Regions from separate parts of the Mus musculus genome. Here region 2 is linked to region 1. The links are chromatin contacts, called in public HiChIP or PLAC-seq maps. All regions are on one chromosome and are shown on one strand. The core of a region is the stretch at or near the end of the contact, and the rest is flanking DNA. Distances in the headings are between cores, read along the strand shown.

Evidence for each region. HiChIP or PLAC-seq counts read pairs in DNA pulled down with a chosen protein or histone mark.
Region 2: an H3K27ac HiChIP or PLAC-seq map of embryonic stem cells shows a contact between it and region 1, with 7 read pairs. The contact joins the promoter of Plppr2 here to the enhancer-like site in region 1. A contact is called at or near these places in 11 of 39 promoter capture datasets (the 3T3-L1 cell line, cranial neural crest, embryonic stem cells and 7 more), 11 of 484 Hi-C or Micro-C datasets (the Ba/F3 cell line, the G1E-ER4 cell line, the HL-1 cell line and 6 more), 4 of 115 datasets of contacts at active chromatin or transcription factors (bone marrow-derived dendritic cells, bone marrow-derived macrophages, embryonic stem cells and 1 more) and 3 of 9 other capture datasets (adipose tissue, liver and pancreatic islet).

What each region holds. Positions count from the first base shown.
Region 1 is chr9:21,900,047-21,903,106 of GRCm38.p6, reverse strand. No RefSeq gene overlaps it. Among named protein-coding and RNA genes, the nearest start is that of Rab3d, 17 kb to the left of the region's middle. Within about 2 kb of position 1,431, at least 92 of the 459 cell types and tissues checked have an H3K27ac peak or open chromatin away from gene starts, as enhancers often do. A contact at or near this core is called in the Ba/F3 cell line, the G1E-ER4 cell line, adipose tissue and 3 more, where this site is marked.
Region 2 is chr9:21,935,590-21,938,645 of GRCm38.p6, reverse strand. Plppr2 (phospholipid phosphatase related 2) reads right to left here and starts at 1,636. Exons shown (of 10, transcript NM_001290299.1): 1 at 1,488-1,636; 2 at 82-251. Ccdc159 (coiled-coil domain containing 159) reads right to left here. Exons shown (of 13, transcript NM_025977.3): 12 at 3,018-3,056; 13 at 2,774-2,850. The coding sequence ends at 2,846.

The sequences.
Region 1 (3,060 bases), core at 182-2,681:
GTAACCTCGTGGGGATTCTGTTTTTACAATCAAGGTACTCTATCACACTCTACACACCACAAATAAATAAAGAAGATTATGTTTTTACAAACAATTGTGAGGTGAGTGACGTAGTCCTGGGACAAGGTGACAACTTGATTTCACTCTGAAATCAGTTGGATTGGATCTCCTTTTTGGTATTTCCTTCTGTAGAATATATTCCCCATAAAAGTGAGAGGATGTCAGAACCAAGTGAGTGCCCGGCCTGGTGTTGAACCTGGGAGACAGAGTCAGGTGGATGTCTGTGAGTTTGAGGACAGCCTGGGCTACACAGTAGCCTGTCTCAAACCAAACAAACAAACAAACAGGCAAAACAACAACAACAACCAAAATCAAACAACAGTAATAAAAACAAAACAAAACGAAACAAAACAACCAACCAACAAACCAAACCTACCTTGACAGACTGCAAGTGATGCTGTAAAGACGCCAGGCCTTTTGAAGACAGAAAGCCTTTGTTGGTGAGTACAGAGGGAGAAAGGGAGAGTGCCTGGTGCCTTTGTTTTGCCACAGGAGGAGTGACCTCAATGTAACTTTAAAGATGTTTAACCATAGAGGGGCATTCTGACACACCAGGAGTTAGGCACAAGGAAGCACCATGACTCCCTGCCTGAATTAGATCAATCTTTTAAAAGCACCCACCCTCAGGTATTTCATTATTACAAAACCTAGACTCACACACACACTGTTACACTTAGCTGTTTCAAGTTCATATCATCGCCAGGAATGCAAAACCAAAACCAAGAAAGACAAAGGGACAGATAGCGTTTTGCTAGTATTTTATTATCAATTCCTCCCCAAAGAGCAGTGAGTGCCCCAGAGAAATAAAAGAGGAGACTCAGTCCCCAGCAGCCAGGTGGACTGTGGCCTGCCTTTTGCCAGATTTTGTCAGCCCGGCTTGATGAACAGCAGTAAAGGTGGCAAGAATTCCCGGCAGCTGCGGGGAGGGATATCCAAAGCAAAACCAAGCTGGATGGAGCTACCAAGGTGGCTCTGTGGATAAAGGCGCTTTGCTGCCAAACCTGATGACCTGAGTTCAATCCCTGAGACCCACAAGGTGGGATTCCCGCATGTTGTTCTCACAGTGCCCGCCTCCCCACACAAATATTTTTAAAGTTATTTTACAGATTTGTTTTTATGTGTATGAGTGTTTTGTCTGATTGTATATATGTGCACCATGAGTGCAGCCAGGGTCAAAAGAGGGCGTCGGACCCCCGGAAACTAGTGATGTGGCCCTCATCCGTGGTCATTGCTCTGAAGCTGGGAAGGAAAGAGGCAGAGAAGAGGCAGCTCTGTACGCTGAAACTTTTGGCTAATACTTAGACTAAGCCTCCATCTGAATCAATAACTCTTGCCTGGCGCTTTGCCCCCGCTCAAGGACTACATTTCCCAGAATCCCATACAATGACTTCCTATAAAGCTGTACCAATAGAAGGCAGTGTTCGCTAACTTCCGGTAATGGTTACAAAATGGAAGCATGAATGGGAGAAGCATGTACCGAGAGGAAAATCTTGGAACCACTGTTCTCAACCCTAGTCTTCAGCTCTGCGGTTACAGCTGGGGAACGATGTGTTTTCCTGTGTTAAATCTGTTATTTTATTATTTTAGGCAGGGTCTCATTGTGTGTCCAGGCTGTTCTGAAATTTACTATGTAGTCCAGGAGGTCCTTAGAACTCAAGAGATCTGCTTGTCTTCCGCCTCCCAAATAGGCCACTAGGCCAGACTGATTTTGTTTTTAGATAGAGTCTTGTAACCCAAGCTGTCAAACTCGTGATTTTCCTGCCTCCCCTCCCAAATCCTAGGATTACTGGTGTATTCCACCATATTTGGGTTTTGATCACATTTTCTTTTAAAAATATTTCTTTCCTGTATGTGAGCATGTGAATTTGCACGTCTCCTGGTATGAGTGTAGACAGAGGTCAGAGAACAACTTTGACATTCAGTTCTTTCTACCATGTGGATTCAGGGACTCGAATTCAGGCCATTTGGCTTGGCAACAAGCACCATTGCTAGCTAAACCATCTTGCTGGCCCTCTGTTGTGTGTGTGTGGTGTGTGTGCAAGCATCGGGAATGCATGTTTGTACATGTAAATACGGAGGTCAGACACTGATGCTTGGAGTCTTTGTTTAGTTTACACATTTAACTTTTAAATTATTTCATTTATTCACTAGGGGTTGGGGGATGCGGGTAAGCCACAACTCAGATGTGGAGGTCTGAGACAACATGTTGATGGTACGTCTATCTTATGGGTTCTAGGTATCCCAAATCAGATCTCCATGCTTGTAGTGCAAGCACGTTACAGCCTCGGAACTTGAATTTTGTTGATACTGTTGTTGGGTGGTTTTACTTTTTAAGACAGGGTCTCTATGTAGTCCTGGCTGTTCTAAAACTCACTATGTAGACCAAGTTGGCCTTGAACTCAGAGACCTACCTGCCACCAACATGTGCCTGTGTGTCCTTGTGCTGGGATTACAGGACCTGCCACCACAGTGGGCTTAGATGAGAAATTGATTTTCAGAAGGAAAGCCTGTGATTTTGTTTAAAAGTTAGAGCTGGGCGTAGTGGTGACAGCCTTTATTCTCAGCACTCAAGAGGCAGAAGTAGGTAGAGCTCTGTTAGTTCGAGGCCAGCCTGGTCTACATTGCTAGTTCTGAGGCAGCCTGCCTACACAGTGAGGTCCTGTCTCGAAACAAAAAAGTTGGAGGATATTCTAATATTTAGTACTCGATCCATATGAGCAGCACACCCCATAATTCATTGTCTTACAAGTCTAGGTAATGTTAAAAAAAAAAACAAAGCCAGATTTATTAAAAAGCAGTTTTCATGGCTGTTTGCTTGTGTGTATGGTGTGTGCACACCCTGTATGCCTGTGAGCAGAGGCAGGGGAGTGTCTTGCTCTACCATTCTCTGCCTTAGTTACTAGAAGGGAGTCTGACTGAATCTGGAGCTAGGCTGGCATCATCTTGAGGTCCTTGTGTGTCAAACACATCTCTCTGCCCTCCAGCAAAGCTGCCCCAACC
Region 2 (3,056 bases), core at 387-2,886, 35 kb before region 1:
CCCTACATCTAACTTCAATTCCCAAGGCATCAGTAGCCAATACAGTCAAGCCAGCTTATACCTACTGACACCTGGTCTCACCTGTGAAAGAGCCCTAGGGCTTCTTCCAGGCATCCACCTCCACTGCCACCAACTCACAGCCACTCCGTGAGGCCAGCAAGGCAAGAACATTCATCTCCATTGCACGGATGTGGAAACTGAGGCCCAGGCAGATGAAGGTGGGTACTGTGCATCCAGGGCTCCATTGAGGCCTACTCCACAGAATGACATATTGGAGAGAGGGTCACCAGATTCCAGGTGTGCAGAGTCACCCATATGGGCACTCCCACATAAGATATAACCCAGGCGTGGCCTCCATCCCAAACACTACACACAGGGACATCTCAGAACATGACATCCACCCATTCCACAGCAAGAGCCAAGCACACTGTGTGGGGTGCCTGTCTCATGCTGAGCAAACCAGATTTGCTCATTCACACAAATCCCCAGCACCCCTAAACACACACACACACACACACACACACACACACACACACACACACACAGTTTGCATATGGCCTGTCATAGACACCCACACGGATGGAACATACCCCCTCAAAGACACAGTCAGAGAGACACACAGAAAGACAGCCCAGCCCCCCACAAATCCCTGTCCTGATACAGTCACCACCATAGATAGACTCAAGGTTGCTAACCACTTAGAATCACAGCAGAGTCACTCCACACAATAAGAGTCACAGAATGGGTCACAGAGTCACACCCCCAGTTACAAGGCGCTCAATGACAATCACACACATGAACACCCTCTCCACAGTCATAGCAGAGACAGTGTGCCACCCACAGTCTCAGCCACATGGTCAGGTAGGGATATATGGGATATATGCGACAGGGACTTGCAGCACACACAAAAGGCAGGTAAGAGCAGACACCTGCCGGATTGCAAAACAGACACACAACATCAGAAGGAATACAACAGTAACTACAAAATGACAGATCACACAACTAGACACCACACCAACACACACACACCAGTGTATATTCTCTCTCTCCTCTCTCTCTCTCTCTCTCTCTCTCTCTCTCTCTCTCACACACACACACACACACACACACACACACACACACACACAATCAGTGGACACACCCGAACCCATCACAGCCAGACAGCCACACAACCAGTTACACAACCACACACCAACAAGGGGCAACTACACCATCATTCACCCACAGCCACCCTCGCAGCACTGTGGCCTGGCTCTTGAGGTCTCCCCCCGGGTGGGGGGGGTCCCCTTCTCCAGACTCCCCTCCCCCAACCCCATCTAAAGCCCTAGATCGCCGCCTCCCCTCCCCCTATCGCCCTCGCCCCCCCTCGCCGCAATGGACCCACAGGGAAAGGATCAGAAGGACCCATGTCCATGGTCTGGACCTGCGTGTCCAGGCTGGGCAGCTCCCCGGGCTAAAAAGAGGGGGCGCCCACGCTTCTCCCTCACCCTGTCTAGGCCGCCGCCGCCTGAACCCTCGCTCCCTCTACACGGTCCCGGCGCCGTAGAACAGTCAGATAGATCGCTGGTCAGGCAGGCGGACACCGAGATGAAGTCTGGACCGCCGGACTTGCCGCTCCGCGCAGACTCCGTGATCGAGGTGGGGGCGGGGCCACAGGATGCCTTATTTGCATAACCCAGTGGGGCGGGAGCACGATCACATTTGCATAACCCAGTGTGGAGTGGGCCCAAGCCTCTTGTTAGCCAGGCAGGCGGGGCCATTGGGCCCTTAATTTGCATAACACAGATGGGCGGGGAGTTGTGATCATGTCGGGGCGGGGCTATAAACGCTCATTTGCATGAATCAAAGAGGCGGTGCAGGACGTGAAGCAGAGATTAGAAGGGAAAAAGAGTGGAGATAGAGTAAGGACTAGCTAGGTAGAAAAGGCGAAGAGAGGAGCTCGGCCTCTTCAAAGAACACTCTCTGGTACGCCTCTCCGCATGGCATCCCAGATCCATTTTTGTGTTTGAGAAAGGGTCTCAGGCAGCTCAAGCTGGTCTCCAGTTTTCTTTGTAGCCAAGACTAGCCTTGAACATTGGATTTTCCTGCCTCCATCTCCTTGAGTGCTGGAACTTCAGACCTATTCCATCACATCTGGTTTGTGTGATAGGATTGGAACGCAAAGTTTCCTGCATGCTAGGCAAGCGGTGTCCTGATTTTGTGTTTTCTAAATTTTTAAAATTGCATTTATTTGCTGGGCAGTAGTGGCCACATGCCTTTAATCCCAGCACTCCGGGGGCAGAGGCAGATGAATCTCTATAAATTCCGTGCCAGTCTGGTCTACAGAGAGAGTTCCAGGACAGCCAGGGCTAGAGAAACCCTGTCTTTAAAAAAAATTTTTTTAATTACATTTATTTATCAAGGTGTGTGCCCGTGTGCATTTATAGATTGGAGGACAACTTGCATGAGTCAGTTCTCTACCTTTATGAGTGTCCCTGGGATCAAACTCAGGTCTTCAGATTTGGTGGCCAGTGCCTTTGCCCAGTGAGCCATTTGTTTGGCTCATTTCTTTGTTTTTGAGACAAGGTCGCCTGTGGCTCAGGCTGGTTTCATACTTGCTGTATTAACTTTAAAGTGATATGCTTACTTCCACCTACCTCCTTGGATCACACGCCCAACTAATTACACCCTAAGTCTTGTCTCACTGTCATGCCAGTCTCTGCATCCTTTGAGATAACAGAGTTATCTGGCATGGGGAGGACCCCAGACTCTTGAACCAGCAGGTGCAAAAGTCCAGGGTGGAGAAAGGTCTCAGCTAGTTTATTTTCTCTCTGGAGGGATCTTCAGGGCAAGCAGTCCCAGCTGCTCAAGCTACAGGGAGAGAAGGTAGGTCGTGGTCTGGTTTGAACCAGGAGAACTCAGGGTTGCCAACCAGGGACCAAATGCCCAGATAGAGTGCCAGCCTCGAGGCCTACACTGTGGGAATCACAAGTGGGCCAGATGGTAAGGGATGGAGAGGGGCTGAGTAGGGTCTGTACCGGGAGGGTAGGATCCACTCTTGCTGAAAGGTCTCTCCC